Regions from separate parts of the Mus musculus genome. Here all the other regions are linked to region 1. A link is a contact called in public Hi-C, HiChIP or PLAC-seq, Micro-C and promoter capture Hi-C data. All regions are on one chromosome and are shown on one strand. The core of a region is the stretch at or near the end of the contact, and the rest is flanking DNA. Distances in the headings are between cores, read along the strand shown.

The links. Promoter capture Hi-C pulls out the DNA fragments that hold promoters and counts their contacts. Hi-C and Micro-C count contacts between places; a contact is called where the count stands out from the background. HiChIP or PLAC-seq counts read pairs in DNA pulled down with a chosen protein or histone mark.
Region 2: an HNF4G HiChIP or PLAC-seq map of pancreatic cancer cells shows a contact between it and region 1. The contact joins the promoter of Eif5a here to the promoter of Kdm6b in region 1. A contact is called at or near these places in 7 of 39 promoter capture datasets (cranial neural crest, embryonic stem cells, hippocampal neurons and 3 more), 16 of 484 Hi-C or Micro-C datasets (CD4 T cells, CD8 T cells, the G1E-ER4 cell line and 10 more) and 6 of 115 datasets of contacts at active chromatin or transcription factors (Th17 cells, embryonic stem cells, memory CD8 T cells and 3 more).
Region 3: a Hi-C map of uterus shows a contact between it and region 1, with 2.7 times the contacts expected there. The contact joins the promoter of Acap1 here to the promoter of Kdm6b in region 1. A contact is called at or near these places in 7 of 39 promoter capture datasets (cranial neural crest, embryonic stem cells, frontonasal cranial neural crest and 3 more), 4 of 484 Hi-C or Micro-C datasets (the N1E-115 cell line, embryonic stem cells and uterus), 3 of 115 datasets of contacts at active chromatin or transcription factors (double positive thymocytes, memory CD8 T cells and pancreatic cancer cells) and 1 of 9 other capture datasets (liver).
Region 4: a contact with region 1 is called in a promoter capture Hi-C map of neutrophils, with 2.9 times the contacts expected there. The contact joins the promoter of Tmem95 here to the promoter of Kdm6b in region 1. A contact is called at or near these places in 3 of 39 promoter capture datasets (cranial neural crest, neutrophils and pre-B cells), 2 of 484 Hi-C or Micro-C datasets (the N1E-115 cell line and embryonic stem cells) and 2 of 115 datasets of contacts at active chromatin or transcription factors (memory CD8 T cells and pancreatic cancer cells).
Region 5: a contact with region 1 is called in a Micro-C map of embryonic stem cells, with 1.7 times the contacts expected there. The contact joins the promoter of Slc25a35 here to the promoter of Kdm6b in region 1. A contact is called at or near these places in 1 of 39 promoter capture datasets (pre-B cells), 3 of 484 Hi-C or Micro-C datasets (all in embryonic stem cells), 2 of 115 datasets of contacts at active chromatin or transcription factors (memory CD8 T cells and pancreatic cancer cells) and 1 of 9 other capture datasets (pancreatic islet).
Region 6: a Micro-C map of embryonic stem cells shows a contact between it and region 1, with 3 times the contacts expected there. The contact joins the promoter of Nlgn2 here to the promoter of Kdm6b in region 1. A contact is called at or near these places in 6 of 39 promoter capture datasets (the C10 cell line, the HPC-7 cell line, embryonic stem cells and 2 more), 9 of 484 Hi-C or Micro-C datasets (B cells, cardiomyocytes, cortical neurons and 4 more) and 6 of 115 datasets of contacts at active chromatin or transcription factors (bone marrow-derived macrophages, embryonic stem cells, extraembryonic endoderm stem cells and 3 more).
Region 7: a contact with region 1 is called in an HNF4G HiChIP or PLAC-seq map of pancreatic cancer cells. The contact joins the promoter of Ctc1 here to the promoter of Kdm6b in region 1. A contact is called at or near these places in 1 of 484 Hi-C or Micro-C datasets (muscle stem cells), 3 of 115 datasets of contacts at active chromatin or transcription factors (memory CD8 T cells, pancreatic cancer cells and thymic regulatory T cells) and 2 of 9 other capture datasets (adipose tissue and liver).

The regions. Positions count from the first base shown.
Region 1 is chr11:69,414,362-69,418,670 of GRCm38.p6, forward strand. It overlaps Kdm6b (KDM1 lysine (K)-specific demethylase 6B), which reads right to left and starts at 1,833. Exons shown (of 24, transcript NM_001017426.2): 1 at 1,656-1,833. Gm51903 (a long non-coding RNA gene) reads left to right here and starts at 1,152. Exons shown (of 2, transcript XR_003949708.1): 1 at 1,152-1,423.
Region 2 is chr11:69,919,001-69,923,309 of GRCm38.p6, forward strand. Eif5a (eukaryotic translation initiation factor 5A) reads right to left here and starts at 2,386. Exons shown (of 6, transcript NM_181582.4): 1 at 2,163-2,386; 2 at 151-336. The coding sequence starts at 315.
Region 3 is chr11:69,893,668-69,897,976 of GRCm38.p6, forward strand. Acap1 (ArfGAP with coiled-coil, ankyrin repeat and PH domains 1) reads right to left here and starts at 1,872. Exons shown (of 22, transcript NM_153788.3): 1 at 1,619-1,872; 2 at 933-990. The coding sequence starts at 1,671. 2810408A11Rik (RIKEN cDNA 2810408A11 gene) reads right to left here. Exons shown (of 9, transcript NM_001382461.1): 8 at 3,944-4,087; 9 at 3,691-3,825. The coding sequence ends at 3,767.
Region 4 is chr11:69,875,970-69,880,278 of GRCm38.p6, forward strand. Tmem95 (transmembrane protein 95) reads right to left here and starts at 2,086. Exons shown (of 7, transcript NM_001195710.2): 1 at 1,878-2,086; 2 at 1,571-1,627; 3 at 1,330-1,410; 4 at 1,212-1,232; 5 at 992-1,072; 6 at 818-905; 7 at 85-745. The coding sequence starts at 2,049. The coding sequence ends at 715. Kctd11 (potassium channel tetramerisation domain containing 11) reads right to left here. Exons shown (of 1, transcript NM_153143.4): 1 at 2,295-4,309. The coding sequence starts at 4,241. The coding sequence ends at 3,543.
Region 5 is chr11:68,965,854-68,970,162 of GRCm38.p6, forward strand. Slc25a35 (solute carrier family 25, member 35) reads left to right here and starts at 2,278. Exons shown (of 5, transcript NM_028048.2): 1 at 2,278-3,184. The coding sequence starts at 2,810.
Region 6 is chr11:69,835,888-69,840,196 of GRCm38.p6, forward strand. It overlaps Nlgn2 (neuroligin 2), which reads right to left and starts at 1,897. Exons shown (of 8, transcript NM_001364137.1): 1 at 1,161-1,897. Tmem256 (transmembrane protein 256) reads left to right here and starts at 2,638. Exons shown (of 4, transcript NM_026982.1): 1 at 2,638-2,762; 2 at 3,033-3,064; 3 at 3,301-3,381; 4 at 3,479-3,671. The coding sequence starts at 2,678. The coding sequence ends at 3,622.
Region 7 is chr11:69,013,400-69,017,708 of GRCm38.p6, forward strand. It overlaps Ctc1 (CTS telomere maintenance complex component 1), which reads left to right and starts at 2,512. Exons shown (of 23, transcript NM_001013256.2): 1 at 2,512-2,766. The coding sequence starts at 2,734.

The DNA of each region.
Region 1 (4,309 bases), core at 583-3,082:
GCCAAGACTCAGGTGTTGATAGCAGGAGTTAGGCCTCAGTCAACCCTCACCTCAGACTCACTCCTTGGGGACCAGTGTTTTCTCCAGGACCCAGACACACGGGCTCTCTACCTGGCCTCTCCATTTCCTGGCCTTCCAGCCCCCATCTTTCCCCCTGCCCCAGAGACTTAGGCCTCTGGCCTCCATGATGCAATGCACTGCAAGCTTTTGTGCCTGCTGATGACACTGCCCCCAGGGAAGTGTTATTTCTGACCTAAGCAAGGCCCTTAAGGAACAGTGGTCAGCAGCGAGCTGAGAAAACTGGATTGGCTAGGACCTTCTGGAGAAAAGATGCTAGAGGCTGGACCCTTCTGGACAGGGAAGCAAATTCAGGACTAAGGTGCTTACCCAGCAGTTGATAGAATTTGTGGCTACGGGGTAGGCTAGCCTATAGAGGGGGGGAGGGTTGCAGGCCAGACCAAGGGGGTCAGAAGGGTATGTGATGGGTGTCTGGACACCAGAGTGGGGGAGGGCCAACAGCCATTTAAAGGGCCAACCTCAGAACTTTAATCCCTTACCAGCCTTGGCCCCAAGCAGGAGGCTGTAATTCATCTGCCCAACAGCTGGGGTGGGGGTGGGGGGGCATGTGCATGAGGAGGAGGGGCTGGGGCCTTCTTGTGCAAAGAACCAAACAACAAAAGGGGAAGCTGAAGGGGCCAGCTCTAAAGTACCCAGGTCACCCTACTGACCTGCGGATCTGCCAGTGGCCCCCACCTGGTTCTGGCCCACAGGTTCTGTAGTTCAGACTCACAGATTCTTGGTCATGGAGTCAAAGGGCTCACCCATGGGGTTCTGAAGAAAGCCTAGACTGAGCACCCTCAGGGCAGGCTGTCAACCCCTTCTTGCACTTTTCCAGCCACAGTAACTGGACTGGAGACCTGAGGCCCAGTCCCAGACAGCCTCAAATGCCCTGCTCACCAGCCAAGCCTCTGTAGACATAGCCTGCCAGCTCCCCCTCCTGCCAGCACAGGGTGGCAGTGGCCACACCAAGGCTGTCCCTTTAAATCATTTCCACCCCTGACGGTGTGGACAAACCAAGGGCCCTGCCCCCCAGGCAGGCAGCTTGCCACCACCCCACCCCCTAACCCCCAGATATGTAAGGGCCATTTAAAGGGACATCAGAGAGGCAGCCTGGTCTCTAACAAATCCCCACCCCCTCCTCACACACTCACTGTCCCTGTCTCCAGCAACACACAGCCCCCCTGCCTCTCCATCAGGCCCCAAATTCCGGTTTTCTCTCACCCCTAGAGACTGCTACGAGGAGAATGGGGCAAGGGAGACTGGGGGGAGCCATTAAAGAATAAGGACTCCCTCCTTCCTCAGAGCCCCATGAGACTGGTCGGAAGAAGCCAGCCTAAGAAACATTGAGACAGAACCCCAAAAGGTGCCTCGGGCAGAACAGGGGAGCACACACTGTGGGGTGGGGGGAAGGGAGTCAGGCTGCACGAGACGGAGGGTGGCGGAGCCAGCAGGCGACAAGCCCAACTCGCAGAAATGGAACAAGGAGGGCTGGGGGGGAAAGGCAAGGCCCGGGAAATCGGGGAGACGGAAAGGGGTCGTCCGGGAGGGTGTGGAAGAAAATCAGACAGGGGGAGGGAGAGCCAGGCCAGGGTTACCTGCTGGGTGTCTGTCCCCCGGCGGTGCCCCCAGAGTCCGGGTAGGGAGGGGGAAGCAGCAGGGGGGGGAGTGGGGGCTGGGGGGCGGGGGAGACGGTCCCTCCTCTGCCTCCTGGGCCTGCCCCGGCGCTTGCAGCCTCTGCCTCCCTCCCTCCTCCTCCCCGTCCCTGAGTCCCGGAGTCAAACAAAGAACTGTAGCAGGCTCTCCCCAACCCCCTCCCTCCCTCCTCCTCCTCCTCGTCCTCCTCCTCCTCCTCCACCTCCTCCTCCTCCCCTCCCTCCCCACCAGCAGGCTCCCTCCTCCTCCCTTCCGGTCTCTTCCTTTAACTACCCGCTCCCCCAGCCTCCCCCCACTAGTCTCTCTCCACCCACCCACCCACCCCAACCTTTTACACACCCCTTTAGCCTAGCCATGTCCCCGCTAGGGAAACTGTGGAGTCCCTTTGCAAAATGAAAGGCTCCAGAGAGCAACATGGGAGGGAACCAGAGTATCGCTTGAAAATCACAAGCTACAACGTAATTATTTTAACAGCCAAAGGAATATAGTCTTAGCTATTTTTTTTTAAGGAGGGGAAAAATAAACCTAAAGAAAGCAATACAAATCTGGCTAAAGCCCACATCAAATAAGGTACATAAAGTAGTCGATGCTAATCCCTGACACCCCCCCCCCACACACACACACACACACAACACACACTCCAGGTAGCAGAATTCTCCACTCTTTAACCAATCCCCTGTGAGGGCTACTTTAGAAACAGGTCCACCCACTATAATAACTAACAACATTTAATAATATGTATTTTCTGATACTCATTCGGTATTAATTTTATACCAACCACTGTGCTAAATGCTTTGCATAAATTATTTCACTGCCCCCTCCCATCAGCTAGAAGGTAGGTATTGATATTTAAATGTCCCAGATTGCAGATAGGAGGTTCTGCAAGGTTGTGACTTTTCCCGAGTCCCATTTAGTGGCAGAGCTGGGGTTAGAATCCAGGTTTGAGCCGACAATCCACATTCTTAGGCACAAGAAAGGAGACTCTGTAATACCATCACCAACTCCAAGATTTAACAGAGGGCAGCCATAACTATCACTGGACTTCTCTCTCAAAAGTGGGCAATACCAGAAGCTGATCCACCTACCTACACAGATAAAGACCTTGACTTTTCAGCCTAACTCTTTCTCCTCAGTTTGGTAAGAGGAGGTGACGGGAGTCGCAGGGATGGGCTGGTGTGTATACCCACATACAGCTCCTCTCTTAGGGGCAGCTGTCTTGCAACTACACCCACTTCAGCTCAAGCTGGGAAAGGGGCAACCTGACACTGGGCCATGCAGCAGGTGGGAAACTAAAAAGACTTCAGGAGACACTTCCAAGGGCGCGCGGGAGGGAGTACGGGGGGTGGTAGTGGTAGTGGGGACTGGAGAGGAAGTTTTTCCATGGCAATCTAGGAAAAAGAAGGGGGGGGAAGACCCAGAATTCTCTCAAGCCAGCAAAGGGGCAAAGTCTTTCAGGCCACACCACACCCGCGCCCCTCCCCCTTCACGAAACTCCAGGCCAGGGTTTCCCACCTGCAGGATGCTAATGCCAAGGGAAAGGAAAGGAGAAAGAGATGGCACGGGACTGGAACGGGACTCTGGGCAGAGGTGGGAGGGAATGGAAAGGGGAGGAGATCGCATTGCCTGGCAACCGTCCCGGGGCACGTGCACTGGTGACATCATCCCAGGCCACCTCGAACACAGACCTTTGACTCCTACCAGGGCGAAGAAGCTGCTAGCTGGCTAAATTTCCTGAGAAAATAGCTTTAGGAATTCTGGGAACCCAAAAAGGAGACGAAGGAGGGAACCCAGGCGTCCTGCTTTTATCTCTGTTAACCCCAGCAGAACCAATCCTAGGGAATCCGGTCATTCGCCTGCCTCCTCCTCTCAGCCTCCAGCCTTGACCTCCCAACCCACATTTCTGACTGTCCCGACACGCCCCTCGGAAATACTGTGCCTTCTTTCTTCTGGGCTTGATCCCGGGTTAGGGGCGGGAGACTAAGGGACGGGGCACCAACCAAGTCCCGCGGGACTCCGTCTGCTATCTGCAGGATCCCTTGTGCCCCAGCTGGCCGCCAGCCGGAATCTGTCTGGGTCCCCAACTCTCCCGCCCCTCCCGCGCCGTTCCAGGGCGGAGTCTGTGGAGTTGAAATCAGGACACGCGGAGAGGAAGAGTTATATAACCCTCTGGAGAAGCAGAAAAGGACGAGTGGAGACGGGGACAGCCCGAAAGGAGCCAAGGGAGGTGTAAAGAACGCCAGAGCGTGCGAGGAGGAAATGTTAAGGAAGGGAAGAGGAAGGTCTGGTTTGCCTATCAAAAGCAGGAATTTACAAGAAAAAAAGAAAATAGGCGTAATGACCCTCTGGCCTAGAAAGTCACCGGGACCACAAGGGGCTTCTCACAGTGTCCTGCCCTGTCACTAACTGCAGCTAGGCCTGGGTGGGTTAAGCCTCGGGAAGGGGTGCTTGTACCCACTCCCTTTCTTTTGTGGAAACACCCTTTGCCGGAGCTCGGGAAAGCCGCGGCTGAGCCTAGGGGGCCGGAAACCACAGCTCCGCCCAGCCCACCTGGGAGCTTGGGGCGCCAGCTGGGGGTGGCGGTGGGGAACACAGGTAG
Region 2 (4,309 bases), core at 1,136-3,635, 510 kb after region 1:
CAGTTTAGTTTTAAATTGGAGCAAAAAACTGGGTGCTGAACAAAAGGAAAACAGCAAAAGGGGTCAAGACTAGAGCCAACAGTTCACTGCCCAGAGTCCTAGGGGTGTGGGAGCTGCAGGGAAGGCAAGATGTTGAGAGGTGATTCTAACCTTGGCATGGCCATGCTTGCCAGTCTTCGAAGTAGACATCTCGACGATCTTACATGGCCGGCCTTTGAGCACCACAAAACCATTCTTACGTAATGCTGAGCACTGCATTGGGAAGGTGGCTGAGGCCCCTGCATCTCCTGTCTCGAAGTCCAAATCATCTGCCATTTTAAGAGGCTTCGATTCCAACTAAAGCCAAGAAGAGAACTAGGGTCAGTAACGATGGAGGTTAAATGAGATCGCTGATCTATCCCATTCCTCCCTAAAACACTGATCCACTTCCCCTTCATTCATTACCCACCTAAATAAAGTTGCATTTCCTGCTTTGAAACTGGAGTCAAACATATTGAAGAGCTTGAGTATTGGGGGTAAAACAGCTGGGGATCCCCTGGGCCCCCACAATGACATCTAAAGTTGTGGCTAGGGAAAGGAAGCCTCCTGGGAGTTGGGATGCCAAATCCCAGAGATGAGGAAAGGGCTACTTCCCGGGAGCGAGTAGGACTCAGGTGTTACTCGCCACTGAAACCAACCACCCCCTCTTCCCCACACTCTGCCAGGACTATAATTAGGTGAGCAGCAATGAGCCAGCTGAAGGGCGGGGCTAATGGAGGGGTGGAGACGGAGGACAAGGCCCCACCCAGTTGTTACACCACCCCCCCACCCTGTCCACACACAAGCCAGTCATTGGTACAGGAAACCACAAGGCCTCTTTGGGGGATTCCCGCCTCCAACGTGCACTTGCAGATGCAGTCAAGGGAGAGAAAGTAGTTTCCTAAAGGATCCCACTGCCAAACATTTCGATCTCAGTTCCCGAAGGGAACTCAGCCTTTTGTCGATGGCCCTCCCACTTTTCCCAGGATGCACCAGTCCTGTCGGCTTTTCAGGCCCAGCCTGTACAGTCAGTAGAAAGTGAGGGGTGGTGAATGACAATAAAATGAAAGCAAAAGATTCGTAGTAGTAATAGAAATCGTACTAGGCTGGCAGAGTAAAGGACTTTAAAACACAGTAACTCCCAAACAAAACACGACAGGGAAGGCACTGGCATGGTGAAGATCGAAGATCACCGCAGGGGAACTAGAAGCTCACTACTTTCAGGCGCTGTCGGCATGGGCCGAGAAAGAGTTGGGCATCAGTCCAATCGCCCTCAGTTTCCCCACTTTTCCCGGTTTCCCCAGCAAAGCAGTACCACTTACATCTGGCTGGACGTCTCACTTCATATGAAGACTGAGGGATGAGCTCCAGAGGCCCATGAGGCTGGGGAACACTAACATATGCCTGCAACGGGCCCTGCGGGATGAGTGAGACCCAAGGGTAGGGTCTCTCCCGCACGCCAAAATCCAAGGCTCCGGAGAAACCCAAAAAAGACCAGAGCTCCTTGCGCTGAGGGTTGCCGGCTCGCGCCCACCATGTGGTCGCCCGGGGCTTCCGGTGGCCCGGGCCAGGGGGGAGGGGTCCCCGTGCAGCCATGCGGCCCCGGTCAACGTTCGGCCGCATGGCCTCGGACCCCGAGGGCAGCCTCCAATGGGGAACACTTCCGGTGCTACGGCTGCCCCTGCCCCAAAGCTGCGCCAGGCCAGGACCATGCCGCCTCCCCTCCCCCCGCCGGCCGCCAACCCCCTCCACATGCCCTCACCTAACAGCCCCCTCCCCCACCTCACGTGGCCGCGCAGCGCCGGTCCTCAACCGCACAGGAGCCTTTGCCCTGTCTGGGCCGATCTGGCCCCGGGCCCTCGCCCCGGCGTGGCCGCCTGGCGGCCTCTCCCGCGTGGCGGCCTCGCGGCTCGCCGTCCCCCGCCCTGCGTCGCTCCAACGTCACCCGGCCGGCCCCAACCGTCACCCCTCGCGCCAACCGGGCCCTGCACCCGCCTCTCCGCACCTCGCGCCGCTCCCTCACCGAACCCGTGCGGCGACAGCCGCCGCTCCCTTCTGCCCCCCTCCCCGACCCCCGCGTAGTTCCGTCTCTCGTTCGTAGCTCAAACCGAGGTTACGCGCAGGCGCGCCCTGCCCGCTCTCACCTCGCGCGAACGCACTGACTTGACCTGGTCCGCTCGCCGCGAGCCCAACTGCTGCCTCCGAACCCGCTACTGTGCTGCCGCCGCCGCCGCCGCCGCCTCTAGCGCCGCCGCCGCTGCTGCACACGGGTCTTAGTACGCAGGCGCCGACTCCCCACTGACCAACCAAGCAGCCCTATGACAGCCGCGCAAGCGTGCTAGGTAGCTCCACCACCTTCCACCCCCGCACTGCGCAAGCGCATGGACCCTCCCCGATCTCCACCCTCTCTCCCACCTACCCATCGGATGACGCACACACGTGACCCCGCCCCTTTCCAGTCCGTAGTGCTTCCAACCAGTCGGCAATGCGCAGGCGCACCGGGTTTTTTTTTTTTTTTTTTAAATCCCTTCAACCTCTTCTTCCCTCCCCTTGAGCGACAGCTCGCTCTACCGGGCAACCCTTGCGGCTGCGCAATACAGAACCCTGCACTCCACACCCTCCGAAGGAAACGCCTGGGTCTCAACGCATGCGTGTTAGGAATCCTAAACGCCCCTTCCACCTCAGACGTCGTCCCTACGCGGGGTGTTGAAAAGACCACGCCACTGTGCTGCTTGCGGCGTCAAGAACGCATGCGTCTGAGCAGGCGCCACACCTCGGCTTTAACTGGAATTGAACAACTCACAAACACGTTTCTGAGAACCTTTCTAGTTAGGTGTGTGGCTCTTCTCCGAATCGCTGTCCCAGCTCTGCACGTGCTCAAGAGACTGCTTTCCGTGGGAGACTCTGCTCTCACGCTAGTGTGGTCGGATTACAACCATCCCGGCTTCGGTACTTTACACAACTTGTGCGCTATAGTTTCAGTATCCAGAGCTATCCGATACAAGCCACCATCTTGTCTAAACCCTGGTTAGTGTTGATTCCTAAGGTTCGCATAGAAGCTTTTCCTTTCTAAATCCTAAATAAAGAGAACTACATAGCGTTTCCGATTGTTTTCCCAGGTCGGCTTGAGGTTTCTAAAAGGAAATGTCTAATGTTTCTTCCAAAATCAAACTCCCTATGAGAAGAGTGGCTCTGGACCAGGCGACACAGACTTTATTGCCAGATCGCTAGGAGGCTGAGACTTGTTATAAAGCCAGCACATAAAGTTGGTCTTGAAATTTATGATGCCTGTAATCTCTGAGTTTGAGAAACTGGAGCAGGAGAATAGAAAAAAACAAAACAGTGCAATATTAAATTACTTTGACGTTATCTAAAGATGAGCGATCAGGATTCCTACTCCTTAGATAATGCAGGCGTGGTGGAGCACTCCCTTAATCCTGTAAGAGCCAGGTGGGTTCAAGGCCAGTCTGGTCTGTACAGTGTGAATTCTTGACTCAAAAGCAAAACAAAAAAATCTGGTCTAGGAATCTAAACCTTTTTGGTGGTAGTGGTGGTTTTGTTGTTGTTTTTCAAGACAGGGTTTCTCTGTGTAGCTCTGGCTGTCCTGGAACTCACTCAGTCGACCAGACTGGCCTTAAGATCCACCTGCCTCTGCCTCTCGTGTTGGGATGTAAGGCATGCACTGCCACCTATAGTTTTGAGAAATCACTTCAAATTACTGTACTTTTAATTTCTTTACCACTAAGTAAGGATATTAAATGATATCTTAATCTCCAACTTACTGGAACGCTTGCAAGCACTTAATTGGAATTATTACGTGTTTGTGTAGCACAGTAGAACTATCCACCCTATATCTTTCAGTCACTTTTCCTGAATTTTCTGTCGTTTTCTGTGGAATGCCAGCACTGAGAAAGCTGAGATCAGCAGATCAGTAGTTCAAGGCTATGGTAGCCTACATAATCCAATCCTAGCCAGGCACAGGGCCTGCCACCCTCCCTCCCTGTAATTGCAGCACCTAAGGACCCAGAGGCAGAGGAAGGAGGATGGGAAGTTTATGGTCATTCTCTGGGTGTGGTAATACATGCCAGTAATCCTATCTCCTGGCTAAACAGGAAGATTGCCAGCCTGTGCTACATAGTAAAACCCTATTTTAAAATTCTGTCCCAGTACTGAAAAAGATATGAACTTCTGGACACATGTGACAACTGTAAAAGCCAAATGGTGCAAAGCTTGGGGCTAGGGCTATTCAGAGACAATTAGTAGAACTGTAAATGTCACAAACACGATACAC
Region 3 (4,309 bases), core at 622-3,121, 480 kb after region 1:
TCCAGAGGATCCAATGCCCTCTGCTAGCCTCTGTAGCAGCCACTAGGTGTGGACATGGTTCACAGACATTTACCCAGATAAAACAGCCAAATATATATACTGAAATAATATCAATAATGTTTTAAGAAGTGTTTGCTCTGGGGATGTAGCTGGTGGGGGAACCCGGCCTGTCTAACATGCACAAAGATGAATTCCATCTCCAGGGGGGAAATAGAGGTCAGAGGATTGGGAATTCAAGACCAGGCTCAACTACAGGTAAATTCAAAGCTAGCCTGAACTACATGTGACCCTGTCTCAAAAAGTATATATTAATATGTTAATAATTTACATACACACACACACACACACACACACACACACACACACATATATGTATGTATTTCAGGCAGGGTTTCTCTTCTGTCCTAGAACTTACTATGTAAACAGACCAAGCTATCTTAGAACTCACAAGAGATTCATCTGCCTCTGCCTCCCAAGTGCTGGGATCTGGGTACGCAGCCCCATTCCCAGCTTTTTTTTTAGCCCTAGCTGGCCTAGAACTCACAGAGATCTGCCTGTTTCAGCTTCACCAGTGTTAGGATTAAAGGCATGAGCCAGTACATCCAGATTTTGGGGTGGGGGGGTCAAGACAGGGTTTCTCTGTGTAGCCCTGGCTATCCTGGAACTCACTTTGTAGACCAGGCTGGCCTCCAACTCAAAAATCTGCCTGCCTCTGCCTCCCAAGTGCTGGGATTAAAGGCGTGCGCCACCACGCCCAGCAACATCCAGATTTTAAATATAATTGTGTGTGTGTGTGTGTGCCAGGCACAGTTAACTTTCAATGACTCTAACGCATTCCCAGTCTCCCGCCATCTCCCTGACCTTTTATTTTAATTTTATTCTAATCTTTTATTTTAATCTGACTCTGCATCTTTTCTCCATGACGTGGTCACCTTTTCCAGGCGGGTCTCCAATTCTGACACTTCAGTTTCCACCAGTTCAATCGAGGCTCTGGGAAAGAATGGACAGCACTTAGGTCCACTGGGCCTCTGCTTAGCATCAGGGGCAGGGTTGGCGTCATGGGGTGATGGGTATGCACAGACCAAGCAGAGTCCAGACAGTTTCTGCTCTTGTGCTGCTGTGCACATTCTAAGCTTCAATAACCCAGACCAGAGCAGGAAGAGTAGGAGGGTGGATGTGGCCAGGGCAGGAAGTTGCTAACCGCCCCGGGGCAGGTGCTGGGGGAGGGGATGCCGTGAGAAGGAAGGAGGAATGCCAATTATAAAGACCAGAAGGGGCAGAAAGGCAGAGTAAAGTGAGCTTCGGAGAGCATGGAGGTTCTGTTATTAAAGGGTTTTTTTTTTTTTTTTTTTTTTTTTTTTTTACTCTGTAGCCCAGGTTAGCCTGGAACACTTAACAACCTTCCTGCCTCAGCCTCCCAAGTGCTGGGGTTCCATGCCTGATTTGAGAGCCTGGCTTGAGTGGTAGAGGCACTAGGTCCCACCAGTTCCCTCTGGTCCCTGTGGCCTAGGCTCTAAGGTTGGTCCTGCCTGGGGAATGCTGGGGGTGGGTGGGTGGGTGTTGGGACCTATTGGGCCTTCCTTCCCCTCCTTAGTCTCATGGACCTGCACACACTTACCGGAAGCGGGGTGAGTCCTTGAGACATTCTTCAAAATCTAGCTTGACCGTCATCTCAGATGACTTGCTTTGGGGGCCTGGGGGGCCCTGGAGGTCAGGTAGGTGGGGATGTAGGCAGATGCACTCCCCACCCCCCAAGAGGGGTATTAATGGAGAAGAATCCTCTGGTAGGAAGAGCCTGGGTCTGGAATTCTTTCCCCAAAGGGAACGGGGTAACCCAGGAGGAGCTCTAACCCCACCACTTCTAGGCAGCTCTGGGAGGGGTAGGGGTGGGGCCTGGGCGGAGGGGGGTGCTGAGATCACAGAAACCACAGTCCCTCCCCCAGAGACTGCCTGCTGTCACCTTCCATCTGGGACACTGGTCTTTCTCTGCTGCTTTCTCCATTGGTGAATAAATTTTTTGAGGGGGAAATGATGGTCTAGAGTCAAATCTGTCTCTGTCACTTAAGACTTTGTGTGATTAGTTGGGCATAGTGCTACATGCCTTTAATTACAGCAGAGACAGGCAGATCTCTGTGAGATCAAGGCCAGTGTGATCTACAGAGCAAGTCACAGGCCTGCCAGGGCTACACAGCGAGACCCTGTCTACACAAAAACCAGTGTGACACTGAACAAGTTCTCTGACCCTTCAGTTCCCTCATCTGGGAGACAAAAAAGCGAGGGGCAGCGCACGCCTTTCATCCAAGCACTCAGTGGGTGGATCTCTGAGTCTGAGGCCAGCTGGTCCAGAGTGAGCTCCAGGACAGCCAGGTCTACACAGAGAAATCCTGTGTCTTTGTCAGGGTTTCAATTCTTGCACAAAAGCAAATTGGGGAGGAAAGGGTTTGTTCAGCTTACACTTCCACACTGCTATTCATCACCAAAGGAAGTCAGGACTAAAACTCAAGCAGGTCAGGAAGCAGGAGCTGATGCAGAGGCCATGGAGGGATGTTACTTACTGGCTTGCTTCCCCTGGCTTGCTCAGCTTGGTTTCCTTCTTTCTTTCTTTTTAAAATTTATTTATTATATATAAGTACACTGTAGCTGCCTTCAGACACAACAGAAGAAGGTGTCAGATGCCATTACAGATGGCTGTGAGCCACCATGTGGTTGCTGGGAATTGAACTCAGGACCTCTGGAAGAACAGACAGTGCTCTTAACCACTGAGCCATCTCCCCAACCCCTCAGCTTGGTTTCTTATGGAACCCAGGACTACCAGCCCAGGATGACACTACCCACAATGGGCCATTACCCCCTTGATCACTAATTGAGAAAATACCTTACATGGATTCTCCAGATCTCATGGAGGCATTTCCTCAAGGGAGGCTCCTTTCTGTGTGATAACTCCAGCTTGTGTCAAGTTGACACACAAAACCAGCCAGTACACCCTGCCTCAAAGATGGTGTTAATAAATGTACAGTATGCTGATTCTATCAGACATGGACATTCTGCTGCAAGGTTGGGCCTTTTCAAGACCCTAGGTTTTGGGACCAGCAAAGTGGCCCACTGTGTAAAAGTGTTTTTCACACATCCAGTCTGACAACCCAAGTTTGACCCCAGAAACCCTAGCAGAACTTATTATGGAAAGTTCCTCTAACCTCGGACCTCCACAGGTGTACCATGTTAACCAAATAAACCAACAGTGAGTTTTTATTTGTTGTTGTTGTTGGCTTTTTCTTTCTTTTTTTTTTTTTTTTTTTTTTTTGTTTCTGAGACAGGGTTTCTCTGTGTAGCCCTGGCTGTCCTGGAACTCACTCTGTAGACCAGGCTGGCCTCGAACTCAGAAATCTGCCTGCCTCTGCCTCCCAAGTGCTGGGATTAAAGGCGTGTGCCACCACGTCGGGCAATAGTGAGTTTTTAAAGCCCTGGTTTTGTTTTGTGTTCTGAAGCAGGCTCTCACTTCGTAGAACAGACTGTGCTTGATTTTGTGACCTTGCTACTTTAGCCCCTAAGTGCTTGCTCCCAGGAGCACAGTTCCTTGGGTTGCTCTGTTCCTCCTCTTGCTTTGCCTTCCCGGGTTATTGTGTCTGGACATCCCTCCCGCTCTCCTGGGCTCCCAGAGCAGGCCCAGTCTGGACACGCAGCTCCCAGCACTCAGATTCCTGATGTTCTCTTTATTGTCCATTAGAGTGGAGACAGGGAAGGCAACCCTCACCCCACTCCTCGTTGACTACATTTTCCAAGGTCTACGTTCTTTTTTCTGAGTCCACTGGAGCCGCAAGCTTTCATCTAGAGAAAGAAAAGGTTAGGCTTTCTTGCAGCAGGGGTACGCTCTTGTCCATGTGACCCACAAATCTCTAGAACCTACCCACTTAACCCCTCTGCCTCCCTGGGCAGTGCAAGTTACCCCCTTGCCTTGGCCCAGGCTCACGTCTGCGCCCATTCCAGCTTGGAGGGTTCTGGTTACTTCCATGTTCCTTTTCTGAGCTCCCTGGACTTCGGCACCTTGGCCCCTTAGCCCAACAGTTGGGCGTCACCTGTGACCCATTGACTGTGAAGGACATAGTACTAACTAGAGAGGGGTGGGGTGGCAGAGGGGAGTCAAGGAGGAGGCATGGAGCCCTTGGCTGATGCTAGGCTGGAGGGGATCTCAACCCCTCTGAGCATCACTCGGACCTGGTCTCTATAATGTAGTCAATCAACGCCAGGATGTTTAAGACCTCTTTTACTGCCTGTGGCTGATGCACTGACTTAAAAGGGATTGGGAGGGTGG
Region 4 (4,309 bases), core at 836-3,335, 460 kb after region 1:
TGTGTCCCAGGATGTCTAGCAAGCTGCCTTGGTCTCCACCCACTAGCGCCAGCCACACATTCCTCCAATTAAAACAAAACTGACTCCAGACATTGCTAAATATCTATTGGGGGGGGGGCACCTCTAACAAGAATTCCTAAGAATTCCCATCCCATCTGCCTGCCCAAGTTGCAGATGGAGTCAGACAGGAATGGAAAGCATCACACAGCAGATTTACACAGGCCCAGAAGGAGGGGGAGGTCCAGGCTGCACAATATTAATACAATGGAGGGACTGTATGCCAGCGGGTTGACTGATGTGGTCTCACCCCAGAGGGAGAGAGTTTTCCAGAACCCTCATTCCCGGATTCCGGATCAGTCATTGGAGGGCCTAGAGCAACATCTACAGGCCAACAGTCCCCCGCTTTCCGGGAATGGACAGAGGGGATGTGGGAGTGGTGGTGGTAAGCGATTCTTTCCTTCTGTAGATAATTTCCTGGCATCATCTGCTGCTCTGTTTGATTGGTGGAACACAGAAAGGGAGGGACTTTCCAGCTGTGGGTGCTTGGGTTCCTGGAGGCCATCTGACACGAATATTGATAGCAGAAGTCTGAGGTTTAGGGTCTGAAAGACTGAGGCTTTGGGGCTGGGTCTAAAAAGTGTTCCCACCCTAAGGGATGTGGAAATTGTGGGCACAGATTTCTTAGAGCTGGGGCTGGAAAAGCTGTCCTCCTCTTCACAAGTCTTTTGCTTGCAGGTTCAGGTACCTGAAAGGAGACAGAGGATGGGAGGCCTGAAGAGAATCAGGGAAGGGGGTTGGGAAGATCCCCACAACTCACTCCACTTGGAGGCTCACAACACCCGAAAGCAGGACAATTCCGAAGATACATAGGAGCAGAATCCTAGCGTCCCACAGATCGTGACTGTCTGCAAGGAACCCAGGAGACCGTGGATGATCCTGTGGATCACACCAGGGAACCTAGGGGGCCTTAGGAGGGTGAGGATTAAAGAACCTGGGTAGCAGTGCTTTTGGGGCCAACAAGACTCCTCCTTGCCCTCGCAGGTGGAGCAGTTGTACAGGATGGTGCTGCCCCCTGCAGGAGACAATAGGAGCAGCGCTGGCAAGCGAAGCCACCGCCTCCAACCCCTTCCTCCCAGCCGCCCAAGCTCCTCAGGCCGTCGCCCTACTCTCTTCGCTCCCCAGGGGGCTCCACGGCCTTTTCTTTTACTCACGGCAGACAGGAGCACAAAGAGCTGCAATGAAAAGCAAGGAGCAGTGGCTGACTTGTTCAGTCATGCCCCACGGGGCTACAAATCCTAGGCGTCTCCTTGGTACCCTCCCCATCAATACCTTCCCTGGTGTACTGGGGGATCCTGGTCTTCTGAAGCCATTGCCAGTATAATGGAATCAAGGAGGTGGATCCTTTTTTCTCTGGAGAGGCACAGCACAGCTATATTGCCCTAGACCTCATCGGAGCTGCCTTCCAGGCCCCCTCCCAGATCGGTCCCTCTCTTCACCTCCCCTCCCCCCATATCCCGTCTCGTCTTGGGTCTTCCTAAGTCTCAAAGTGTCCGTTTTCTCCAGACCTCACCTATGACTCTCAGGACTCGGTGAGTTTTCTCTGTGACTTGCTTCATTGAGACCTCATCTGTGGAGATGGACAAGAAGGAGCTAGAGTAGGCTCTAGAGTTTTGGGGGGTTTTGTGTTGTCTTTTGTTTTTTTGTTTTCCTATTTCCTAGGGCACAGAGTTCTTCCAAAGAGAGAGAGAGGCTAGTGTGTCCAGAAAGGGCTATGGACTGAAGCAATGGCTGAGATGCACAGCTAGGAGCTCGGGCGCCAGCCCCCTTAGGATCCAGTGGTGACTATTGCTGAGCTAACCTTGCATATCTGATATTACCTAAGGCAAAGGCCGAGAAATCTGGGGAAGCCCATTCCTTCCATTTCCACTTCGGCTTCGTCTGGTTATTGAGCTGAGCCAGGCGGTTTGCCAAGGCATGATCTTGGAGACGACAGAAGATACAAGCCTTGGCCACGGCCAAGAAAGCCCCACCCAGAGCCAGCACCCACATGAAGCCTGCTGGGGTATGGAAGGAGTTGGACCCCCTCAGACCAGGGAAGAGTCAGAATTCTCTGAGATCCAGATTCTGACCCTTCATGTCGGAGGTTCTAGACTGATCCAGAACAATGCCATTGTCTTACCCCTCGGCTCCGGTAGAGCCACCCCTGGGCCCCCAAGAACTGGAGGCTAAAACGTATCTCTAGGACGGATAAATCAGGGTTTCTGTTGCAAGGGGATAGTGGCCTTTACACGTCATGGTTCTGAAAGCAATTTATTTTTCTTCTTGTAAGTCACAGTGATAGATGAATGACTCCACCCAATGATGACCATGTTTATGTGTGTATCCCATCCGCCCAGGAACCCAGAAATGCTATCCTTCCCACACCCTCCCCGACTCTCCCAACTCTAGCTCCTGGCTGCCCAGGACAGCCTTAGGCCTTCCTTACCCAGCTATTTCCTAGCAACAGGCTCATGGTTGTCTCAGCAACCAAGAGCTCCCAGAGGTCTCAGAGGCCCAGCTAAGCCCAGAGGCTTTTACCTCTCATAGGAAGGGCCTAGTGTGACTCAAACTCAAACAAGGCCCTCCTGCCTACGTGGCAGCGCAGGCATAAACACACATGCAAACACACACACACACACACACACACATACACACACACCCTATGATTAAACTAAATCTGAATCTGCTTTTACACATACCACAGAAGTACCTGAGCCTGGAGAGTTTCTAAGCAACCCCAAACAGGCCTGGACAGGCCAAGATCACAGAAGGACCAATACACAAGCACAGGAGTCAGCAACACTGATGGGAACCAAGACAGCAGGGAGCCAGGCAGCATCAGATCTATTGACTGGCAGGCGCACACACATGAAAGAGGCCTCTGGACACCATGGTCCAGCCCCACTTCCATACAGGATCCTCTGGAATTCCAGAAGGGAGCTCTAGCCCCCGTGTTGATGGAGGTTCTCCTTGCTCCCTATGTCACCCTAGGATGGAGTGTCCCACAATAGGTGGCTTGGAACATAGTAAAGAAACCTCCCAGAGAGTCCTGGCCTCTTAATGGTTACTGTAGGATAAGATGTCAGCTCCAGTAAAGGAAACCACAGTCTAGGGAGCAGGTTACATTTGATAAGTCAAAGTCCTCCCACCTAGTGCTCAACCCGCCAGAGCTCTGCTAGGTTTAGCCTGGGCAAAGAGGTGCTATCTTACTTTGCCACACTTCTGAATACAGAGGACCCATCCTCAAGCAAAAACAGGCTAGAGAATCCACGATGCTTTCCCAGGATAAGCCCCCGCGTAGACCTTCTGGACCATTCGTGAGTCTTGTGGGGTGGAAGGGGGCAGCTCGATCTGGGAACCCCAGCTCTAGGCTCTGGCCAGGTATGGTGGAATCCCTGACTTTCATAGCTACCACACCAGTACTAGAAAGAGGTTTTAGAAGAGCCACAGGCCCCTTGGCTGACTCATCCCCCTCCTCTGCAGTCAAGTGGAGGGCAGCACCCTCAGTGGCGCACAAAGCGCAAGGATCTAGAGTTCAGAAGGTCTTCAGGGTCTGGGAAGACAGAGTCCAGGCGGAAGCCATGTTCCAGAGCCACCCGTAGCACCTCCTCCAGGAATGTAGGCGTGTTCGCTACCTCCCGACGATCTTCTGGCCCCCCAGTCCACAGTGGCTGCAGCCCCAGTCTTTGATACTCTACTTCAGGGAGTTCCTGGGGGCGGGAGGCCCACTCTAGCCGAAAATGTGGACCTCCTTCTGCCCTGTCCCCAATGGCCACACCAAATCTGTTGCGCATGGCAGCCAGACACTCAGGGTCAGTGCAGAAGAGGTTGGCTCGGAAGGTGTCCACCTGGACAGAGCTCAGCTCATAGTGGTGGGGGCCCCTTCGAGCGGAGAAGTGCACCTGGCGGGGGCTGACATCTACATCTGCATGGAGTAGGGCGGCTGTGGATGCAGGTGTACCCCGAGAGGCTTCCAATTCCCGCAGGGCATCCAGGAGGGGCCGGATCTGGTAGAAGTCAGCCTCTGCCTTAAGAAGGGCAGTTTCTCCGTACCCACGGGGCAGGTCCAGACGGCCTAGCCGCAAAAAATTGAGGATGTGCCGGAAAGCCTTGCCATCCCTGTCGATGAAGTAATGGCCATCTCCTTGCGGGTTAAGGTTGGCTGGCATTAGGGTGTCAGCCCTAAACATGGCCCCCAGCATGGAATCTGGGAAGCGAGTCAGGGTCTCCAGTGTAGTGGAATATAGTGTTCCCCCCACATTTAGGGTCA
Region 5 (4,309 bases), core at 1,028-3,527, 450 kb before region 1:
TGTGTTCTGTTTTCACGGAGGGGATAAATAGCTGTCCCCCATTTTTTGTTTTATTTTTATTTTACTCTATTTATTTATTTATTTATTTAGGTTTTTTGAGACGGGTATTTTGTTTTTTAAAAAAGATTTTTAAAATATTTATTCCTGTCTATGTATGTATACATGTGCATGCAGTATCTGTAGAGGCCAGAAGGGGGCACCAAATATCACTAGTAATTTGTCAGTTGCTTTGTGGTTGCTGAAAATGAAATTAGATTCTCTGAAGGGGTGGGAGTGTGTGTGGGGGGGTAGAATAACTCATGCCTTTAATATCAGCACTCAGGATGCAGAAGCAGGTGAATCTCTGAGTTCGAGGCCAGCCTAGTCTTCAGGGTGAGTTCCAGTACAGCCAGGGCTACACAGAGGAACCCTGTCTCAAAACAAAGCAACAAAACTGGGTCCTGTGAAAGATCAGCCACTTGCTCTTATTTGCTGCCTTTAATCCCAGCACTTGGGAGACAGAGGCAGGCAGATTTCTGTGAGTTTGAGGTGAGCCTGGTCTACAGAGTGAGTTCCAAGACAGCCAGGGCTACACAGAGAAACTCTGCCTTGAGAAAGAATAAAAATTACTTAAAAAAAAACCAAAACAAACAAATAAACAAACAAAAAAAACCTTAAAATCTGTCAATCTCTTGGGCATCTGGTATTAAAGACAGAAAGTGTCACCCAGTAATGCTGAATGTTAAGCACCCAGGGGGACTTAGTGAAAGAATGTGGGGGTCCACCTGCAGAGTTCTTCTGGTTCAGGGAGTTTCCAGTGAGACTGGATGTATTTCTAAGTTCTCAGGCACTACTGCTGCTATAGCCACCATACTTTTGAGAACCCTAGGCTTTAAGCTCAGGGTGTGAAGCCAAGTGTGGTGTCACCCAGTAGGGCAGCAGGCTGGAAATCTTCAGCACTCCACATGCTGAGGCAGGAGGATTTTGAGTTTGAGGCTCCTAAAGGCTACACACAGCAAAGTTGTCTGGCAAACAACCTAAGACTCAGATCTGCCTCTCTCCCACCCCCAAGCTTCTAGAGTTTCCAGTATCGTGAAGTAGGGAAATTAACCACTAGCTAAGAACAATAGGAATGTTTTTGAGGTATTCCTAAAAATAGGTATGTTTGAGGAACAAAGTAGAATGAGGCTGAATAGGGACAACTTGAAAAGCCATCAGAAGATGCTCAACCTGACCTGAACGTCACCAAAGAAAGCTGCGGGGACCTCGGGGAAGTGGGAAGAGTTCTGTCAACTCCAGACTTCCCAGTAAATTACTGAGCGTGTAACACAAGGGCAACCTCTCCTTTGGAGTATGTCCCACAGATATTATCTCATTTTACAAGGGGTTCCTGAGAAGATAAGAAACTTGCCCACGGTCATCTATATAGTAGGAAGGAAAATATAAACCGGAATTCAGCGCTAAGCAGGGTAGTTGACTCAGGTGAGCCCTCTGCTTCTTCCTGCCGCCCAAATGACGCCACCTAAACTCCTACCTTCTTTCTCCAAGCTTTCTCTTTAAGCTCTTTTCCAGCCTCCCCCCCCCCCGGGCTCTTTCATAATTATTCATACGAATGAAGCAAGGACAAGAAACAAGTCTGTTTCTGTAACCTAAGCCTCGCTGAGGAGGAGATGGAAATCCTTGTCTTGACCTGCCCGGCCTCCTCTAGGTCATTGTGACGATCAAGAGCTTAATAAGATCAAGGTTTTGTTTTTTTTTTTTTTTTTCCCCTGGCTGGCCTTCAGGCCTCCCTCCCTGGGCGCCCGCAGCTGGCCACACCCTGGTACTAGACCCTACAGTTTACTCGGCCTTAGGGGATGGGTGCTGTCCAGCAGGTGTGTACCATCGCCCCGGCGGGCGGGACTGCAGTTTCCGGACTATCCTGGCATCCGAACAGCGCTGGGCGTGTCTGCGGTCAGGCAAACCCCAAACAGAGATGACCTGGGATTGAGGACGATCGCAGAGAGCCCGCCACCCACAGGAGTCGCTGCCCAACCCTCCGCGCTCAGCCTCTGCATCCCGGCCCACCCCAGTTCCTGGACAGTGATTAACAAAAACAAAAACCAAAAACATCTCCCCGCCTCCGGCACCCTCCCAATGCCAGGCCTGGGAGCCGGGGCGAGGAGAGTTAACCCAACCCGTTTTAGTTGAGGCCGAGGGCCCGGCCGATGGCAGCGCCTCCCATTGGCTGCTGAGCCGGCTCTTCGCTGATTGGCTGAGGCGCTCGGCTGCAGCTCTTGGAGAGTCCCCATTGGCGCTGCGTTCCAAGGACCCGAGAGTGGCCGCCCGGCCTCTGCAGACTACCTCGGGTAAAGGTGCTCTAGCTCCCGCAGCTACTTTGCCACGCTTATTCTTAGCCGGAATCCTAACTTCTTTCACAACCCTCCTCTCGCTGTTGTCGAGCCACCTTCGGCTTTTCCCTCTGATTCTTTTTCTGTTGTTGCTTTTCTTTTTCCTGCTTCTCCAGCTACCATTTCGTAACTCCGTTTTCCTAAGATACGCTCTGGTACCCCCATCCTAGGCATTCCCACCTGCCAGCTTCTAACTTCTGCTCCTCCCTGATCTCAGTTCCCTTGTCAACAGGGCCTTGTTGCCATACCCTACTACACTCCTCTTTCTTTCCTTTTGCTACCTTCTGATCCCCAAACTCCCTCTAACCTCACTTGACTTCTTGACATTTGACCCAGACAATTTAGCTCTCTTAAATTTCTACCTGTTGCAGCCTGGGCTTCAAAGAGCCAGGTGTTGTTCATATCCATCCCTGCTTTCTGAAGCTGTTTCTACCTTTACCATGGACTTCTTAATGAGTGGTGTAGCAGCCTGTGGAGCCTGTGTGTTCACCAATCCCTTGGAGGTTGTGAAGACCAGAATGCAATTGCAGGGAGAACTGCAGGCCCCAGGCACCTACCAGCGCCACTACCGAAACGTCTTCCACGCCTTCTTCACCATTGGCAAGGTGGATGGCCTAGCTGCCCTGCAGAAGGGCCTGGGCCCTGCGCTCTTGTACCAGTTCTTGATGAATGGCATCCGACTGGGCACCTACGGGCTGGCAGAGTCTCGGGGTTACCTGCACACTAATGAAGGCACCCACAGTCCTGTCCGCAGCGCCGCAGCTGGGGCCCTTGCTGGGGTCATGGGAGCATATCTGGGAAGCCCAATCTACATGGTAAGAAGAGGGGTCTGTCTGGTCTGGGGCTTTCAGAAAAGACTTTTGGCAGAGGGTGGGAGCCTGCCCTTTACAAAGGCATTGGTGACAGGGTGCTGTGCCCCATAAGCAGAAAATGGCACAGGAAAATGCTGGCAAGCTTCAAGGCCTTCTGATCTGCCTTATACACAGACACCCAACAGACTCTGCAATGTGTTGATGAAGATTACAGACTTAGCGTAAGGAGAACTCCTTTGAGTTGGGGTGTCATTTGTTTGTTGAGGCAGGGTCTCCCTATATTGTAGTATCAACACTTGCTCTTGTAGCCCAGCCTGGCTTCTAACTACAGTCCACCCTGAGTCTTCTCAGTGCTTCAGTTAACAGGTATGCATCCTAGCGGTATGCATTCAACTGAACTTTGAATCACACTTCCTAGCACTCATTGTTGCCATGTTGATAAGACAGGAATAATTATAGACTCTTGTGAAGTTGCTGAGAGGACTGAAGGAGACACATGAGATGTACATATGAAGGGTTCATATAGATCCCGGCAGATGGTGGGCATCTGACAATATTCCTCTCTTCTCTTCTCTTCTCTTCTCTTCTCTTCTCTTCTCTTCTCTTCTCTTCTCTTCTCTTCTCCTCTCCTCTCCTCTCCTCTCCTCTCCTCTCCTCTCCTCTCCTCTCCTCTCCTCTCCTCTCCTCTCCTCTCTCTCTCTCTCCTCTCTCTCTCTCCCCTCTCCCCCTCTCCTCTCTCTCCTCTCTTTCCTCTCTCTCCTCTCTCTCCTTTCTCTCCCCTCTCTCTTTCCCTCTTTTCCCTTGATACAGGCAGAGCCTGGCTATATGACCCAGGCTAATGGGAAACTCACTAGGAACCCAAGCTGGCGTGAAGCTCTTGCTCCTCCTTGCCTGTGCCACCCAGATGCTCTGATTACCAATATGTGCCACCATGCCCAGTGCAGCTTTTACTGTCTTATTCCTGGGGCTGACTTTGTGTAGAAGGATGAGGAATCTGAGAAACAGGCGTCACGAAGTGTAGGTCAGGAAAGTCCCGGGCATCACAGAATTGTACACACTCTCACAACTTGCTCCTGTGAGTTATCAGATGGTGAAGGGCTGGAAGCCTGGATCCAGAGAGGGTTGGTG
Region 6 (4,309 bases), core at 647-3,146, 420 kb after region 1:
CCAGGAGCACCCCCTCCCCTTCCCAGTCCCCCTCCCCCTTGCCAGTCCCCAGTATTACTGCTGCCCTGGTACCCAGGCAGCAGGAACAGGACCAGTAAAAAGGTAGGCAGGGCAGACACCCAGGTCATTTCAGTAAGCCCCCCCTTGGCACCCCCCCCTTCAGGACTGTTTGCTGACGCTGGGCTTTTCAGAGCCAGGCGCCAGCCCGCGGGTGGCTCTCTGCAGGTGTCAATTTATTCCAGAGATGAGGACACAGGAGTCCTCACCACTCACACCCAGTCATGCCCTCCCCTTTTCAGGTCCTTTTAGGCTCCTGTTCTCCCATCAGCTGAAGGGGGGGTTGTAGTTGACCCCCCCCCAATCTCTTTTTCCTATGCCAGGCTGGGCCTTGCTATCTCTTCCCTCTTCTCCCATCATGTCCTGCCTCAGTCACCCCTTTCCCTTAAGGTACTTTGGGCCCCTTGCCTCCTCTCCTCTAACTAGCTTTTCTCTCTTCCCCTCCCACTAGAGCCCCCCCCCCCCCATCTTTCTCCTCCGAACAGGGTCCCTTGGAGCATCTTTCCTTGGCCTTAACTGGCTTGCTCCAGCTCTTGCCTTCAGTCTCTCACCCCTCAGTCTTTTCTCATTTCTGTCTCCTTGGTGTTTCTCATCGCTCTCTCCTCCAAATACCTTCTCTGATTTTCTCCCTCAAGTGCTCTCTCTCTCTCTCCTTTTTTCTATTACTCTCTCCCCCATTTTCTCTCTTCATCTCTGTCTGCCACATCTTGCTCCCCCCTCCTCCCGATCCCTCTGCCTTGCTCTTCCATTCCAGCCCAGGCCCGACTCCCCCAACCGGGGAGAGTTGAGGGACGGGGGCTCAGGCCGCAGCCCCCCCCCCTTCCTGCAGTGGGGAAAATGGCTTGGCCGGGAAGGGGAGAAGGAGGGGGAGGGGGAGATGGGAACACACGGGGTCTGTGGGCCCATTCAAAGGATCATTCATGGACTGGAGAGAGGCAGAGACAAAGAGACCAAGACGCAGAGACACGGCGAGAGCATCCTTAGGCGGAGACACGCAGACAGAGCAGGCTGAGGGAAACCAGGCGCAGGGAGGAATATGGGAAGAGGAAGACCCCAATGGACCGCCGCGCAGCCCCCTCCACCCAGCATGGCTTAGCTCCTACCTGGATCAGCCCTGGGGCCGTGGTGCCTCCATCCAGGGCTCCGAGCGGGGGGCGGACGGGTTTCAGAAGGGGGGCGGCGGCCTCTGAGCCCCCGCGGCCCCGCAGGCCCAGCCCCCGCCTGCAGCGCCTCACCCGGCGGGGGAGGGGGATCGCCCCAGCCCCGGGGGGCGGGGCCGGAATCCAGTCGATCCCCAGGAAAAGGAAAGCTAGGGTATAGGGTCAGAGAGAGCTCAAGAACAGGGAACCCCGCAGTGGGAAAGGCTGAGCCAGGAGGGAGCAATGGGACAGGACTAGATTGGAGATCCACTGGTTCTCTGGGATGGCTTCGAGGGACCAGGAGGCGGTTCAGGCGACAGATCCTAAGGGATCGGGTGCTGGAGGAGGAGTCCACGGCAATCCCTAGGGGCCCGGAGCCCCGGAGCGCAGAATCCGCGGTGCAGGGGCAGGGATCCAGCCGGAATCCTCGGGGAGGGGGAGGGATCTAGTCGATCCCGAGGGCGGGCGGGAGGGAGATCCGGGGAGTCAGAAGAGGGCGGGGGCCGAGTCCCGAGCCTCGAGGCAGAGGTCGGTGCGGCTCCTAGGAAGGAAGGCAAGGGCTAGGGGAGGCTTTGGGAAATGCTCAGTAGCCAGGAGGCCCGGACTCCTGGCTCTGCGCGCCAGGGCCCGCCCGCCCCGCGTCCATCCCAGCTCGAGAGTGATGATCCGCCGGCGGAGCAGCCGCAGCAGCCCCGCGCGTCACCGCGCGGCCGCCTCCCCCGCCCCCTGCCGAGAGAGCGGCGCACACCCCTCGCTTGCACCCGCCTGCCCACCCGCCCTCTGGAGTGTGGGGGGGGATTGAAGACAGTGAAAGGGGTGGGAGTGGACAGACGGACGGATGGACGTAGCGAACTAGAGCAGGGTGAAGACATCTCTCCCCCCGCCCCCCCGGATCTCCCACCCTCTGGGCTCTCCGGGTCTAGCAAGGGGGAGAACAGCTGAACTATAGAGGGCAGGGCATCACACGAAGAAGGCGGGGCCTCTAGGCACAGAGGCGGAGCCATCGTGGGATGGGAGGGGTTTGATGGCAATAGGTGGAGCTTAGAAATCCGTGGGGCCGCCCCTTTTGAGGAGTGGGTCTGGTTTGAAGCAGAACAGGAGGAGCCTGTAGAAAAAGGGGTGGAACTTTGTGGGGGACCGATATCTTTGCAAATTAGCTGGAGGTGTGGGGTTGGGGTGTCGAAGAGGCGATCAACTTGGAAAGTGGGCCAATCCGTGACGCAAATCCTCTAGTCCCACCCTCAACCCCGCCTCCCACTGCTCCGCTCCTCCGCTCCTAATTGGTTCTAGTTTCTCCGCCCGCCAGACATCTTCTCCATTCAACAGAAGTTTTACAAAGGCGTCTGTAAGGGAACCGGGGCTCTGAAATGAACATAGCCCTGATTGGGCATTTTTGGACCTTATTTGCATGGGCAATCGGGATTGGCTGGCTTGTTGGGTGGTCAGGGCGGTGTTGGTTCCGCGCGTGACCACCCACAGCTATGGCCGGGGTAGGGGCTGCTTTCCGCCGCCTAGGTGCCTTGTCCGGAGCTGGGGCCTTGGGTTTGGCCTCCTACGGGGCACACGGTCAGGGGACGTGGGATGCAGCTGGGCTGGGGGCAATCTTTGGGATCTGGTGCGGGGAGGGACCTATAGGAAGTGTCTTGTCTTTTATGGAATAGAGATCCCTTGGAACCCCGAACCTTCAAGTTTGTCTTTAGGTCCAAAAGCGTCTCAGTACTACATCTGTTTCCACCAGTCAGAAGCTTCCAGGGATGCAGTGTCTACTTAGGTGCCCCTGGGGTTTGAGAGGGTCTAAGCCAATACAGTTCTGATTGGTTTTGCATCTCTCTACAGGCGCTCAGTTTCCGGATGCCTACGGGAAGGAGGTGAAGTAACAGTTCTGGGACTCCTGGACTTGGCGCGATGTTTGGGTGTCCTTAAACTGGGAGGGGGTGGGGAGATGAATGGGAAGGCAGTCAAGTGTAGGTCTCTACTGCAAGGACTGCAGGCCTGTGGCTTGAAGACCTGGGGGAGCAGCAAACTGAGCCGTCAGAGGTGACAGTGTTAATGGACTTCGGTCCTATGTTGCTTAGAAAATCTCTCTCTTCTCTTTTTCTTACAGCTCTTTGACAAGGCCAACAAACACCACTTTTTGCACAGCCTGGCCCTGTTAGGGGTACCCTCTTGCAGAAAACCTGTCTGGGTAACCAATTCCCTTGCCTAATTTAAATCAAACCTCATTTACTCCCTCATGTTGCTTTGTTCTTAAAATTCTGTATTCTGTTCTCTGCCTCTTCCAGGCAGGATTACTGTTAGCTTCTGGAACTACCTTATTCTGCACCAGCTTCTACTACCAGGCTCTGAGTGGAGACACCAGCATCCAGACTCTGGGGCCTGTGGGAGGGAGCCTGCTAATCTTGGGCTGGCTTGCCTTGGCTTTTTGAAGTCTCTTGTTTAAGCGCCCAGTCCTGGCCTTTCTGGGTAATTGGGCGCAGAGGGAAGGAGCCAATGTTGAAGCAGAAAAGAAATTAAAAGAAAAAGGCATATAAAGAACTTTGGTGTCTTTATTCATCTAACATTGAGCAAGGGAGGGCAGAGAGTCTACCTTTGAATTTGCATTTCTAACTACAAAGATCCTCTGGTTCTGGAATTCCAATCTTTACAAGGTGTTGTAATTGTGTGTAGGGCTCATAAAGAGCGCTTGAACTAATGGAGCCTCTTACCTAAAGAGCACATGAGGGGCTGGAGAGATGGCTCAGTGGTTAAGAGCGCCGACTGCTGATCCTGAGTTCAAATCCCAGCAACTACATGGTGGCTCACAACCATCCGTTATGAGATCTGACGCTCTCTTCTGGTGCATCTGAAGTCAGCTACAGTGTACTTAGCTTTTATAATAATAAACAAATCTTTTTTTAAAAAACACATGGGAATGTAGATTTTAGTAATTTCATTCATGTAGTTCATTGGAGTTCCCCTCCAAACTCCCCCATATTGAGGGTTGACCCCAGAGCCTTGGGAATGGTGGGCAGTTTTTCTTCTGTTGAGTTGTATGTCCAGGTGCTTCCTTCCTTAGCCTCCTGGTTGCTGAGATTACAGGTGTGTACACCCACCTTTGTTAGAATTTCGTTACG
Region 7 (4,309 bases), core at 1,262-3,761, 400 kb before region 1:
ATGGGGGACTTTTGGGATAGCATTGGAAATGTAATTGAGGAAAATATGTAATAAAAATATTAAAAAAAATAAATAAAGGAGGCTGAAGTTGTAAAAGAGGCTTTAATATTGGGTGTGGGGGATTCATGCTTTGAAGAAAAGAGAAAAAAATACGCATCTCTGATATAATAGGGGATATAGTTTTAAGTTCCACGTTTTTGTGTGTACAGGATAGCTTGTAACCCAGGCTGACCTTGAATCCCTGATATTCCTATCTTCATTTCTCAAGTGCTAATTGTGGAGTTGTAACATCAAATTTTCACTGTATCGTTCAAGCTGTCCTTGACATAATCTTTCTAGGTGGCTGAAACTACAACAAACCACCACACTGGCTCCAAACGGTTTTTTTTTTTTTTCCTGATTTTTCGAGACAGGATTTCTCTGTGTAGCCCTAGAACTCACTCTGTAGATCAGGCTGGCCTTGAACTCAGAAATCCGCCTGCCTCTGCCTCTGCAGTGCTGGGATTAAAGGTGAGTGCCACCACGCTCGTGCCACCACGCTCGGCCAAACTTTTCTTTTATCAAGAGCTTATGAACCTGTCCTGCTGATACAAGCCTATAATCTCCCCAGAGGAGACAGGAAGATCAGGGGTCCCCCTTGGCCAAAGAGCAAATTCAAGATCCAATATGGTGCTATAGGATACACCACCTGTCTCAAAACAACAAACACAACAGAAACATAAAACAACAAAACAAAACAAAAACAAACAAACAAAACCTCTAAAAAGCCTGTTACTGAAGGCAATGCTAGTCATTGACTAGGTAGCTCCATTTTGCTTTTAAGTAGACACTGGGTGTTTATTTATCATTTTCTTTTTTCCTTCCTTATGAAGTTGAGTCTTTCCTCCCTTCAGTAAATTTGAATGTCAGGATCAACAGGCCTGCTTGAAGAATGTCTTAAAAGAAACTAATAAAACCCCTTAAACAGAGACTCTCTTGTGCTACAAAATCTTTAGTTGAGACACGGCTACTAGGGTGGGGCTTTTGCCCCAACTTCTCTTTCATCACCACAGTGCATATTTCATGACAGAAGGAGTTGTTTGCATCAAAAGTGAAGCTGAATGAAGGGATACAGTAATTTGCAGGTGTAATACTTTGTTGTTTTTCTTTTGTTTGTTTGTTTCCAAACAGGGTTTCTCTGTATAGCCCTGGATGTCCTGGGACTCACTCTGTAGACCAGGCTGGCCTGGAACTCAGAAATCCACCTGCCTCTGCCTCTGCCTCTGCTGGGGTTAAAGACATGCGCCACTACTGACTGGCTACTTTGTTGGTTGTTTTTTTTTTTTTTTTTTTTAATGTAACCCTGGCTGCTTTAAACTCAGGAAGATTCTCCTGCCTCCTGAATGCTGGGATTACTGCACTGCCACATGGTTCCTTTTCTATCTTGCTTTTTATGTGTTTGAGTGTTTTGCTTGCATGAATGTATGTGTACCACGTGTGCAGTTACTCAAAAGGTAGCGCCAGAGCCGGGCCACCTTTAATCCCAATACTCGGGAGGCAGAGGCAGGTGGATTTCTGAGTTCGAGGCCAGCCTGGTCTACAAAGTGAGTTCCAGGACAGCCAGGGCAATAGAGAGACCCTGTCTCGAAAGACAAAAAAACAAAACAAAACAAAACAAAACAACAACAACAACAACAAAGGTAGCGCCAGGTCTCCTGGAACTGGAATGCCAGACAATCTCCTCGCTTTGCTTTTTCTTCCTTTCTTCTTCCTTTCTTCCTTCCTTTCTTTCTTCCTTCCTTCCTTCCTTCCTTCCTTCCTTCCTTCCTTCCTTTCTTTCTTTCTTTCTTTCTTTCTTTCTTTCTTCTCCATATATTTTGCCTGTTTTCCCGTCAATCTCCTTGCCTCAGAACAAGAGGGTTTTTGTTTTGTTTTCTTCAATGAATATACCCCGATCCTATGTGCCTGCCACATAGATGAATTCTGTTTCCTCCGCCAGTACTGAGCTCTTGATTGCCTGACTGACTGAATTAGGAAAAGCAAAGGCTTTCATGAATTGAGTCACATATGGCCACCAAATTCTTTAGCAAAAATTAGTTCTAGACATTAGAGTAAAAAACAAATTTAAAAAGACTTGCTAAATGCAGCAGTGGCTTAAGTCCACTGCACATATCACATATGCTAATGGTGTCCCGTGGCTCCCTTTTTTGTCCTCACTTCGTAGTTCTGGCTGGCCTGAAATTCACTATGAAGAGCAGGTTAGGCTGAAACTCAAAACTCGCAGAGATCCCCCTGCCTCTGCACCCGGATTGCTGGGATTAAAGGCACATGCGATATCCCATCTAGTCTGTGGCTACTTTTAAATTGCACATCTCTGCTTGACAAGATCAGGGAGACTGAAAATTTTAGGTGTTATGAGCCAAGTGACTGTGCGCTCGAGCGGTCTCCCGCCCGCCCCACCCCACGTGAAACACTAGGATCCGGACGCGCCGTCACTATAGAAGGAAAACAGGCCAGATCTGGTGACGCACATCTGTAATTCCCGCCTTTAGGAGTCAGAAGCGGAAGGGTCGCTGCAAATTTAAGGCCAGTAGGCTCCTTACGGCAAGTTCACCGCAAAAGGTCCCTGACGCCCCAGTACCCTGGTGGATGCAGAGGGAAGAGGCAGTGCTGCTCCCTGACGTCACAGGTTCCCTCCCGTGAGCACTTGCGCCCGGAGTTCGCGCGTTCTTCAGGGTAGGGGTTTGGCTCATCATGGCTGCTTGCCGAGCACAACCACCTACCTCCGTGAGTGCTGTTTGTGTGATTCTCGTGGGTTTTTTGTTTTGTTTTCCCTTCTTGTCCTGAATTTCTTTTCTTCCTATACTCCTTCCATCCATTGCCCATGGTCTTGGCCTGGGGAGCGGAGGCTTTTCCGGCCCTTTGTTCCAGGGTCGACCTAGCCTGGAATACGTCTCCGCCCACTGTCGAAGGTTTACGCTCTGTGGGAGATTAGCCTTGCTGGTTGTTGTGGTTACAGGGGCCCTCTGATTTAGCTGGTTTGGGAAAGGAGAAACGCCCCAGTCCTTGGATGGGTACCCCGGTTAGCTAAGCGGGAAAGCATCAGAAAACGGTACTAGGCAGCAGAAGCCATTTTGCTAAGCAAGAGTTAAAGCAAATATCGTTTGAAAAGCTAAATGCCATTGGGTGGAGGTGGAGGGGTCAGAAGGAATAGTGAACTGTCTTGACTTGCTAAGCAACAACTTCTTGGTAGTTGTTAGTGGTCTTTTTATGACAGCGTCACGTTAACATCACCTGGTGCTTGCTATGTAATTCACTGGGCTAGCCTCTACATGTCTCGCACTTGGTGGCCCTTTTTGGACAAAGGAGTGGTTGTTTGAGATTTGGGTCTTACTTTACTGAAGTGTACTGTGGACGGTTGAGCTGAAAGACCATGGTTGAAAACAGAGTCTATGGTATCTTCTTCCACTACAGCAGTGTTAGTGTTGGGGTACCAGAGGTAAAGAGAAGGCCAAGCATGGTGGTTTACACCTTTAATCCCAGCACTGAGAGGCAGACAGATCTCTTGTGAGTTCGAGGCCAGTCTACATAGTGAGTTCCATGACAGCCAGCGCTATGATGAGAAACCCTGTCTTGAAGAACAAACAAACCCAAAGGAGTAAGACATTAGAATTTAAAGGGGTGGATATTGTAAATGACAGGGAGCCAGTTAAGGAGTAGCCAAGGATTCAAGCTAGCTGGCTGATCAGTGAACATGGCTTTAGTGCTGGAGTGGTTTTAAAGAGGACATTTGTGCTGCAGTGCTGGGCAGAGTGATGAGACCAGCTCTCAGGAGAGAGAACTCTCAGCTAAAGGAGAGATCCTTGAGCAACAGTCCTCTTTTAAAGGTCGTTCGTTCAAGGTAGACGATGCAGTCGGGTGTGGTGGTCCAAGCCTTTAATCCCAGCAGTTGGGAGGCACAGGCAGGCAGGCCTGGTGTATATAGCAAGTTACAGGGTAGCAAGACTCCATGGTGAAACCCTGTTTTAAAAACAACAACCACCACAGCAAACGTAGGCAATTCAAGTATTTGAGGGTATAGTGTTAGGCTTACATTATACAAAATGAATCTTGGGGTTATCCAAAATACAGACCTGTTTCATTTGATTCGGTAAATGTCCTTAGTTTCCCTTTTCCCCTCGAACAACCAACGGCAAAAGCCAAAGTCTTCCCTATGTAACTGAGTCTTCCCTCAAAATATACTGTGTAAGTAGGGCATGGTGGCGCACGCCTTTAATCCCAGCACTCGGGAGGCAGAGGCAGCGGATTTCTGAGTTCAAGGCCAGCCTGG